2 separate regions of the Triticum aestivum genome follow, and region 2 is linked to region 1. A link is a contact called in public HiCAR-type data. All regions are on one chromosome and are shown on one strand. Each heading gives the region's core, a stretch centred on a gene start, on an enhancer-like site or on the middle of the called end of the contact. The rest is flanking DNA. Distances are from core to core; before and after follow the strand shown.

Region 1 (5,400 bases), core at 2,559-5,058:
GTCGTACACGTCCGGCCGGTCACCCCTCAAACGCACGTGCACACATCCATGTACTTCATATTCGACCCCCGCCCCCCAATCCATGCAACGTGAGAGGAAGTACGTAGTTCAACATATCAAATATAGCAACAAATGGACACATATCAACATAATTCCATAAGGGCATAGCATCACAACTTGCCGATCATAAAAGACTATTCATCAAACCAAACAGACGTAGATTCATACTAAAGATAACTAAATACTAAACGGAGATGGACAGGGGCGTCGAAAAAATCACCATTTCCTCGCCGGTCCCCTGCCCTTGCGGTCACCAGAGCGGTTGTAGCCCTCTGCATAGGCGTCGGCGGCGGGAGGGGTGTCGTCGGAGTTGTGGTTGTGACGCTCTCGGGTGAGGAGGAGACCATGTCGGCCAATCGAGGGATGACGCGTGCCTGCTTCTTTGCGAGCCGGCCTTTGCGTCGCGGCCGCCCTCTTCGGTGACTGGCCAGGTCAAAAAAAAGAAGCCTGCCGGTAGATGCTCTCACCTTGTGGATGACAACCGGAAAGGCTTCATGCACATGTCCCATGAACCACATTGGAACCGGAATTGGTCAGAGGTTTGTAAGTATCATGATAAGACAACTTAATATATGAGCTGAATGTTTCAAATCCACGAATTTGTTTTTCATCGACATCACCACAACTGAACGAGGCAGAGGGGAGTGAGGCAGAGGAGGGTGAGGCGGAGGGGAGCCAGAGGAGAGGATGAGAACGACACTGTTTCCCTTTAGGGAACGGCCCGACTGGCGTGGTCCCATACGGTCGTTAGCGCGGCGCCGTCACCGCTGTCGGCCAACGCGTGATTGGCCACATCAAAACGGGCTCATTTTTCAGTTCAGTATTTTTTGCCACCATCAAAATTTCGTTGCGGTGTAAAGTGTTGCGTTTTCTAAAGTTGTGGTTTTGTAAGAGACGTGACGTGAAAGCAGTGGTTCTGTGCATTTTACTCAGATACAAGGAGTGCCGGTTAACCTAGACGTATATGGGGTGTTTGAGGAGGTCGATTGCGTCGGAAAAAAACTGACCGGTCACTGGCCAGATCGTCTGCCCAGTCAAAATAAGGAGTCTGCAAGTAGATGCTCTAACCTTGTTGATGACCGCCAGAAAGACTTCATGCACATGTCCCATGAACCGCCCCAGAGGCTCAATTGAACCCTTGAATTGATCCAATGTGTGTAAGTATCATGATAAGATAACTTTTTTTTCGAAAGTACGCCAATGACGTACCATATTTTTATAAAAGAGAATAAATATTTACAAGATGCTAAACATGGATGCGAACATCCCATTAGCTACACCAACACCAAAACAACACATGTAGATTACTCTCTCACAAAATACTGTAAACGTCCGACTCCCACGGTGTGCCAATCTCGTATCTCCTCCATGATCTGTGAAGTCAATTGTTGTATGCTCCTCTGCTGGTCCGTGCGCCCGAACACTCGAGCATTCCTTTGTTTCCATATGGACCAAGCCACAAGATCAAAGAGTCTAAGCCTCTCTTTTGCCTTGTAGGGATAACCTTGCGTGCCTCAAGCCACCAGGATGTAAATGTGTATGGTTGATCTGGTTGTGGATGATAAGATAACTTAATATGTGAGCTGAATGTTTCAAATCCAAGAATCTGTTTTTCCTCGATATCACCACAACAGGACACCCGTAACATGCAAGCTGACCGCGCCGGCCGGAGGACTCGCTCTCAACTCCTGCATCAACCCTATCCCGACCAACCAATTCGCTATCTTATCGGCTGCCAACAAACCCAAAAACGAAGGCCACGTCGCCGGCCGGCCGGCAGCGGCTGACGGCGCAGGAGAAAACGACGGGGGCGCCCGGCGCTGGCTGACACCCCAGGTGCCCCGTCTTTGCCGGATTTATATACCCCCGGCGTCCCACCCACTGCACCAGCCCGGCCGCGGCAGCTGGCCGCGCCGCTGTGGACACACTTGTCCATTTCCCATCATTGCCACCCATCGCACATGCCCCTGCTTCGCCCGTCGCCCCCTCCGTATTCCAGCTTATCCCATCATCATCACTTCCCTCGCCGTTGCCCCGTTCCGGTTTCCAACCCGGAGCACTGCCGCGTGGGAGCGTACGCACGCGCTCACTGACACGGGGCCCGGTGTGCTGAGTGTCGACTATGGCCCAGGTGCCAGTGCCTCCTTTGCGATTGCGTACTGCATTGACTGTGTGCTGGCCGGAGCGCTTTTGGCTCGAGTAGTAGTTAACCGTGGCAGTTAGTACGACCACCGCGATCTCCGAGGGAGGAGGAACGGACGAGTGTGCTGATTGATTGCCGGTTTCACGTCACACGCAACGACGGGTCATTAAGATACTAGCACTCCAAGGTGGATAAATTTGCTAGTACTAGTATTTCTTCATAGTAATCGGGATGTTAGAATTGCACAAGTCAACAACAACACCGTCCCATAAAAGAAAAAGAAAACGAACCGAGCTAGATTGACTACACTGCTTCGTGACTGATCCCTTTCACATCATGGTGAATGGGAACGAGATGCTGCGGCGAATCCATCACACTGGATGCCAGTGGTCAGGCGATAGAGGCGCTAGTACAGGGAATCACGACACGTTCCTGGCAAAGGGACTATTCAGTTCGGTTGGATTTGACAGAGTGAGGGAGTGAGGAGAAAAGACACTGACGCTGTATCACCCTAGATTCGAGGAATAATATGTAGAACCCAACGAAGATCAGGATCACACAAAAAACTTTTAACATATACACTACACATCATCCATTACCGTGAAAAATATGACAGTCGGCCGGACGCCGGAGGAGTACACGCAGGCAGCTCCCGCCGGCCGCCGATTGACTTTGGCCGCAGAGGACAAGAACGACGACAGGAACAGAGTGATGAGGTGACGAGTAGCAAACACAATGAATGACCACGTCTATCTATCTGCACACTAGCCGGCCGTCCGCCCGCCGGCCGGCCGATCACCTCTCAAAACTGCGATTTCTGGTTTGCGTCTCCACGATGAAATCATGGAATCCGTCCCATCATTGTTGCAACGCGGCGCCGTCTTCCACCACCGATCCGTCGCCCCTAATCTGCGGCGACAGAGAAGACCAATTCAAGAAGGTTGTTAGGAGGTTGCAACTGTACTACTACAAACGGGAGTATCGATGGGGAGGGGATATCATGGATGATGCGATGGTGCTACCTGATGTGGTTGCAGGAGGATGAGCGGGGTGGGCACGCACGGCGGCGGCGCCTCGAAGAACGACAGCGGGAAGTGCTTGTAGACCACGCCCACATCGAAGTAGATGACGCCGGAGGAGGGCACGTCCACGCGGATGCTGCGCACGGCGAACCAGAGAAATAGGTCCTGAGCGTCCACCCCGGAGAGCTCGGCGATCCGGCCATAGCTGATCTGCCCCGCCACGGTGATGTTGTACCGCAGGCCGACCTCGGTGCGCGACGTGCAGGGGGACTCCAGGACCGCCTCGAACCGGCCGGTGGCCGGGTCGTGCGAGAACGCCGCGATCCCCGCAGGGAGCAGCCCGCGCGGGAGGCCGTGGGTCTGCAGCACGTCGTGCGCCGCCTCCGCCGCCGCCGTGGGCGCCGCCTCGCCGCACCCCGCCGCCGCCACAACCGCCGCCGCCGCCAGCAGCGCCCACCACGACGCCGCCATCGCCATTACCAATGGAGAGCCGCCGTGGAGGGGTGGAGGAAGGGAGATGGGGGCGGATGGGGAGGAGATGAGGGGCGGATGGGGAGACGCTTAGCAATAATTGAGGTAACCGAACAGCCGAGGGGAGGGGGAGGCCGAATGAAATAATCTACGGGGATGGACGCGGCCCGTCCGGCCGGGCCTACCTGCCAGCGTTTTAATTTATTAGGCCAAATTGGCCGCCCCTCCCCGCTTTCAATTAAGCCGCGCGATAACAGCGTGTCGCATCAGCTGGTGGACTCGCGATTTGGGGTGCGTGTTTCGCGGGCGCAGGCCGTTAATTCCTTCCGCCATCTCGCTGCCCAGCAAACTGCTTTTGAGTCGTTCTCGGCGCCACTACTGCTGCCTATCGTGTTTCAGCTGGTCTGATCGATGCCGTGCGGAGGATCCGGTCACGGTTTGCCCATGCGGAGGATACAGTATGTTGCAGGAATCTACAGGGAACTCCGTCGTGGCACAGGGAGCGTTCCGGAAATTCCGCGAGGAGCGGAAGTGTGATGTGATGGTCACGTGCAATGCTTGCGTTGCGTGCCAATCGGGACCTCGATCGGCATCTTTTGTTTCGGCCAATGATTAGTCATTTTTTCACGTACTAAAGCCAAAAAATAAATCCGAAATAAACTGTTTCCAACATTGTTGATCAAACACAGCTTTCAAAAATAATTGACATCCCTTCTATAAAGTTGTGATGCACATTACTCTTAAGAAAAAGTCCGTTACCGATGTAAGATGGAAAATGTAACGTATGCAAGTTCGATTCTCCGACACTCTGTCGTCGACATGTGGCTGACAAAAACACATTTATATGTGCGGCGAATTTGTCGTGATTCATCAGCATGCACACTAAACAGGATTATACAACTTTTCCTTTGTCTTTTTCTTTTCGAAAGAACGTTTTTACATATCATATTTTTATTGAAGGCAGAGAATTTTTCTTTCACAAGAAAAAACGTAAGCCAAACAAATTAGACTACGAGTTTACATCTACCCTCATTTACATGCTACTCTCTCATACAGATTTTTTTTGTCTTTTTAACGATACTTTTCCTCTGTCTTTGTTGGTCTTCCTCTACCACTACTTAGCTCCTCCTTTATTTGTCTCACTCGCTTGGTCTTTCAAATTCCCTCCCCCCTCCCCTCATCTTTCCCTAGTTGGCTAGTTCCACCTGCTCATGCCACCGCCAACTCTGCCTCCCACCTTCTTCATCTCCCTGCTTCTCTTTGTTGTACAACTTGCCGACGTACCTTCTCGCTCATCTTCCTTCTTTGGTTTTCCATAGACACCCCTTTTCGTGCAAAGAACGGTGATGGTGTCTCGGTCAAGCAATCACGCCGAGTTGATACGATTTGACGTTTTTATCACTTTGTGAGCCCCTACCTCTTGTTGGTTTATTCTTCCTCTTTCTTTGTGACGATAACGTACATACAATGAAATGTTAGATTTTCCATTCTACAATGGTCATCTGGAGACATGAGTATTTTCTTGGAGTTATTGTTCAATTGTCATCGATAAATCAGTGTGCCTGGTTGTTTACATTCAAATGAGGATGGCGGAAGTTCAATTCTCCTCCCTATCGATGATGATGGTGTTATGTATTGGGGGTACCTCAGGCCACCATAAGTTGGCCCACCATGACGAGTAGAGGCCTCCCATAGCGTAGTATG
Region 2 (5,265 bases), core at 2,503-5,002, 760 kb after region 1:
GATTCTCTTGGACAAATTTTAAAGTGTATAAAGGTTAATCCTTTCTATTTTCTAATTCACTTTTTCTGTTTTGTTTTCTTCTTCTGTATCTTGATTCATTCACTAATAGAAATTTCCATCTTTTGCAGGATGGGATATTATATGTAAAATGTGTACTTGAGTAATTTGCCTTCGGTTCGAAGGAAGCTTCATTTTGTACAACTTTTGGTTGCAACAGACGATTTTCAAGCTGTGACTATTTTATTAGGAACAACTTTGGCTGGAACATTTAAGATATAGTATAAGTGTTTGTAACGACGGGTGAACTGTTTTTTGGTACCTTTCGGTATTTATGTATGTTAAATTGGCTTCCACATTACCAACAGTTAGTTCACTTACGCACCGTATTCTTTTCTTTCATAAGAAAAACAACACAGCCATGCACACGTGCTTCATGATGGGCTCGGCGTGCCGCCGAGCCTTCTACCTGCTAGTGGATATTAGAGGGGGTATTCGTCTATGAGGCCACATTTGGGGGTGAAAATGGGCAATCCCTATACGGCGCGTAGGTCGCTCGCTATCCACATAGCGTGTACCACCTCTCCACCGCTGGAATTTCTATGGGCTGGCCATTTTTGGGATTCACCCCCAAACCGGTTTTGGGAAGGTTCTAGATCCTTCCCTGAACCAGTTTTTTTCTGGTTTCTTTTCTTCTTTCAGTTTTTTCTTTTTTTGTTTTTTCTTTTCTTTTATGTAACTGTTTTTGTTTCTTTTTTCGTTTTTTCATTTTTATTCTTATTTTCTCAGTTTGCGGTAATCTTTTTAAAATTCATGCATTTTTCTGTTTCTTTTTTTTTGTTTTCATATAGCAAACATATTTTTCCAAATTCATGATTTTTTTTTAAATTGTGAACATTTTTTTTGAAATCATGATTTTTTTTACTTACATAATTTTTCACTTTCACTTTTCACTTTTTATGAATTTTATTTTTAAATTCGAGAACACTTTTTAGTTCATTGAATTCAAAAAATGTTCATCAATGGAAAAAAGATATGTTCAAAAATTCAAAAAATAAATATTCATCAATTAAATTTTTGTTCATCATATTTTAAAAATGTTCATCAAAATTTTATTCATCCAATTTTCAGTTTTTTTCTTTAATACAGCTTTTGTTCATCAAGTTCAAAAAATGTTCGCCAAATTCGCCAAATTCAAAATTTGTTTCATCAAATACAAAACAATGTTCGTCATTATTAGAAAATTCTCGTCAAAATAAAAAAAATGTTCATTCTTTTGAAATCATGGACATTCTTTGAATTTGTTGAACTTTCTTTTGATATGTGAGCATTTATCATTTCCTGAAATTGATTTTCTTTAATCATGAACAATTTTTTTGGTGATTTTTTTTTTTGAAATCCCGGGTTATTTTGAGAAAGCAAAAAAGTTAAATCAGAGAAAATGTCAATGCTTGGACCAGCATTCGGTCCACTGGCTGAGGCCTAGTACTGGTCTATTGACATGATAGCTGCTGGGCCCATATACTTCGGCCGTCAGGACAGTCTGCACATGCTTACGGGCGCGTCTGTCTATATCTCGCTCGCTGCAAAACATGAAGCAGATGATGCCCATAGCTGTTGCAATAAGTATGGTCTATTAGCATAGGTAATTTCCTACCACGTGAGACATGTGGTAAGCAATCCAAACAATTCCAAAAAAAAACGAATAGGTAATTTCCTTCTTTATTTTTAAAAAATCGTTCATAAGAAAATATATATCAAGAAATATGTTTACTTCATTAATTTTGGAAAACAAAAGTAAAATGTAAATTGTGATCACATGTTTCAAAAACAATGTTCACATGTATGTTAAAAATCTTCTGTAATTTTAAAAAAAATGTGTGTAATTGAATAAGTGTCCAATTTTATTAATAAATGTGCAATTTTATAAATGTGCCCACAAATTTTTTAAATGTTAGTACAAATTTAAGAAGTGCCCATCTATTTTTATAAACATTTAATTATAAAATTGTTCCATATTTTTTTAAAGGTTCATGTAGTTAATGAAAAGGTTCATGCATTTCAAAAAGTCTTCATATAATTGAAAAATTATGTAATATATATTTTTTAATTTTTTAGAAAATAAAAAAATCATCCATCTTAAAAACGATTGTGTATGTGTAAAATAAATATTTACGTTTCCCCCAAAAGGAAACAGAGGAAATGGATAATTAAATAAAAAGTAAAAATAAAGAGTAGTGAAGAAAAAACAAGAAAAACATTGGAATAGAATGAAAAAACACAAACGCACTAGAACAGGGATCCTTTGAAAAATCACCCAAAACCTAGGAAGAAAACAAAAAAAAGTCTTACAAGGTCAACCCACGTGGAAACTGATTGCATGTGAGCAGTCCTCATTACTCGCAATAGGCGAGATATAGCCATTGCACATGATTACAACCATTGTACGTAGTGGCGGAGCCAGAGGGTGGACAGAGGGCCTAGGATTTTTCCAATTGCTTTATATCATAGCAAAAGAAATTAAAAAAATAGTTGTAAAAGCAAATTCTTACAGTTTCACTATTGGCCCACCCTGACTCAATAAGCTGGATCCCATACTGGGTCTACTACGCTCAAAAGGTAAAAATGGTTACAACTATTCCTTTTAAATTAGTGCTAGAGTTTATTCTCCACATAAAAATTCAGTTTTGCTAGAACTCATCTAGATGAGATATAATTTGGTCTCATTCACCTTTTATAGTAATTGGATATGGTGCTATAAGATGTGTGTGTGCTGACATGGGTTGTATCTGTTCTTATTTTCAAAATGAATGAGACCAAATTATATCTCACCTAAATGAGTTCTAGATACTCCCTAAAAATTAATACAAAGAACTTTAAAACATGATATGGACTACTATCCTTCGAATTGCTGACTACTGGAGACCTACAACAATAGCCGCAAGATAAGATATGTCGCCGCACAGCCGGGCTGGTGTGAGCGGTCAAATTGCTTGATTTCAAAATAGAAATCCTACATATCCGATTATCCATGGACGCGCGCATGCGATGGAGCAGGAAACCGGATCCAACGCCCCTAAGATCGAAAACAGTCCAGGCACAGGACACAGGTCCACATGAGCCACGACAAGAGCCCTTGATAGCTCGGGAAGGAAAAGATGGGTCGTCGACTCGGTCATATGATAGACCGAGGTACTGTGATGCATGTGCATCCCCAGGATGAGGTACCTGACGTCCAACATTTCGGCTCGATCGATCACAAGCATGGGCCGTGGCCATACGTACCAGCCAGCTGTACTCCGCTCACTCAGCACGTAGTACGTCGCCGTTGACGCAGTCCACCGAAGAAGAAGAAGAAAAAAACCAAGAGCTGCACCGAGCGTCGGTCCCGTATCCGCTGCCATCAAGTGCCGCCGAGGGACGGTTACCAGCCCACACAGTGACACTGAAATCACTCCACGCAAGAAGAAAACCAGAACTCCACCGTCCCCGTATACGCTGCCATCAAGTGCCGCCGAGGGAGTGAGGAAGCCGACGGTTACCAGCCCACGCACTGACACTGAAATCACTCCACGCAATTGAAAGCGAGATACTCCAACGGATGATGCGGTTTCGATCGCGAGGCGACACGTTATTACGAGGATGCGTGGTGGCCTCCTCCTCCACCTACTCATGCGCGCCGCATGAGGATATATTTTATTTATTTATTTTTGACATGATATGCTGCATATCCATGGACATATCCTAGCGACGCGAGCGACGGCACCGAAACGAATGACGAGATTGACAACGCCTAAAAAGCCGAAGCGCTCTGTGCTTGCTTCCTGGCGGGATTACGTAGGCGCAGGCAGCCATCCTTAAATTCCGAGATACCACGTCGCTTGCCCCTGTGTCCCGCGGGCCGTTTTTCGCTTGAGAGCCGAGGCTTGGGACAGAGACATGGCTGCGGAGGTGGAGATGGGTGGAGGCGAGGCGCTGCTGGAGGAGGGCACCGGCGGCACTGGCGCAAGGCGGGGCGGCAGGAAGCCGCTGGGGTGGAGGTGCATGCCCTTCATCATAGGTATGTAGGAGTATGTGTATGCTTCACAAGTTCACTTCTACTCCATTCCCGTGTGGATCTCTCCATCTCTCAGTCTGCTTTGGTTTCTTCCACTGGCTTAAGACCTCTACCTCGCCCCGTCGTACAGTCCAGGAGCTCATCCCTACCTCCAGACGGCCGAGCTAGCAAGCTCATCATGATGGCCATGAACAATTTCCACAAAAACGAAAACAAAAAGCTAATTCTGGCTTTCCCGGCAAAGGAAAAATGAGTCCAACAATTAATTCTAGTAGCTGTTTGACTCATATAGGGAAGATCAAGGATTAGATTCGCCCGTGCCGCGTTGAATGGTTGGTCATATGTTTCCATGGCATTTAGGGACAGATTGGCAAATCTCAAACATTTACGAGCTTAAAGATTGCGAGGTTGCTACCACAATTATCACACATTCAATGCAGTAGACAGATGTGTACCACGGTCTTATGATTAGCTGATTCGTTTGATTTATATTTTAGGATCTTTTTTATTCGCACAAAGTTATGGACCACAACGACAGAATTGTGAACTTCTACTGTAATAAAGCAGAGTCATTTTGTAATTTCCAGAACACCGCACAAACTATTTAGTCACCGTACTAGGAAAGAAATGTGACGGACACTCGAAAAGTCCATTCTGCACCCGAGCTCATATGCACCCGCATGAACAGTAAAATCGAAAAAAAATCGAAAAAAATTCAAAAAATTCCAATTTTTTTGAGAGAAACATTGACAAAAGTTCTAAGTGCCTGCAAAAATTCATCATGAAATCACATTCCTGTAAGGCGTGGCAAAAAAAACAAATTCAGTGCTTCAAAATGCGTTTGAAAGTAGCTTTTTTAGAGTACTATTTTTGTTTTTTTTGCCACGCCTTCTAGGAATTTGATTTCATGACGAATTTTTGCAGGCACTTAAAACTTTTGTCAATGTTTCTCTCAAAAGAAATTTGGAATTTTTTGAATTTTTTTCGATTTTACTGTTCATGCGGGAGCATATGAGCTCGGGTGCAGATTAGCCGCGTCCGACAGACACTTCCATTCTATGCAGCAACCGAGACATTTGAGAAGGTGGGGTCAGTTGGGGTGGCAGCAAATCTCACGGTCTATCTTGTCAACCGCTACAACATTGGGAAGCTCGCGGCAGCAAACATCACCAACATTTTCTACGGTACGCTCAACTTTGCGCCGTTACTAG

Evidence for each region. HiCAR-type assays count read pairs that join an accessible place to other places.
Region 2: a contact with region 1 is called in a HiCAR-type map of leaf, with 9 times the contacts expected there. The contact joins the promoter of LOC123071920 here to the promoter of LOC123071917 in region 1. A contact is called at or near these places in 1 of 5 Hi-C or Micro-C datasets (leaf) and 1 of 1 datasets of contacts at active chromatin or transcription factors (leaf).

Annotation. Positions count from the first base shown.
Region 1 is chr3B:709,691,307-709,696,706 of IWGSC CS RefSeq v2.1, forward strand. It overlaps LOC123071917, which reads right to left and starts at 3,809. Exons shown (of 2, transcript XM_044495498.1): 1 at 3,226-3,809; 2 at 2,758-3,112. The coding sequence starts at 3,702. The coding sequence ends at 3,062.
Region 2 is chr3B:710,453,383-710,458,647 of IWGSC CS RefSeq v2.1, forward strand. It overlaps LOC123071920 (protein NRT1/ PTR FAMILY 2.12), which reads left to right and starts at 3,753. Exons shown (of 4, transcript XM_044495499.1): 1 at 3,753-4,057; 2 at 5,119-5,265. The coding sequence starts at 3,937. It overlaps LOC123071921 (glycine-rich RNA-binding protein 4, mitochondrial), which reads right to left. Exons shown (of 5, transcript XM_044495500.1): 5 at 5,114-5,265.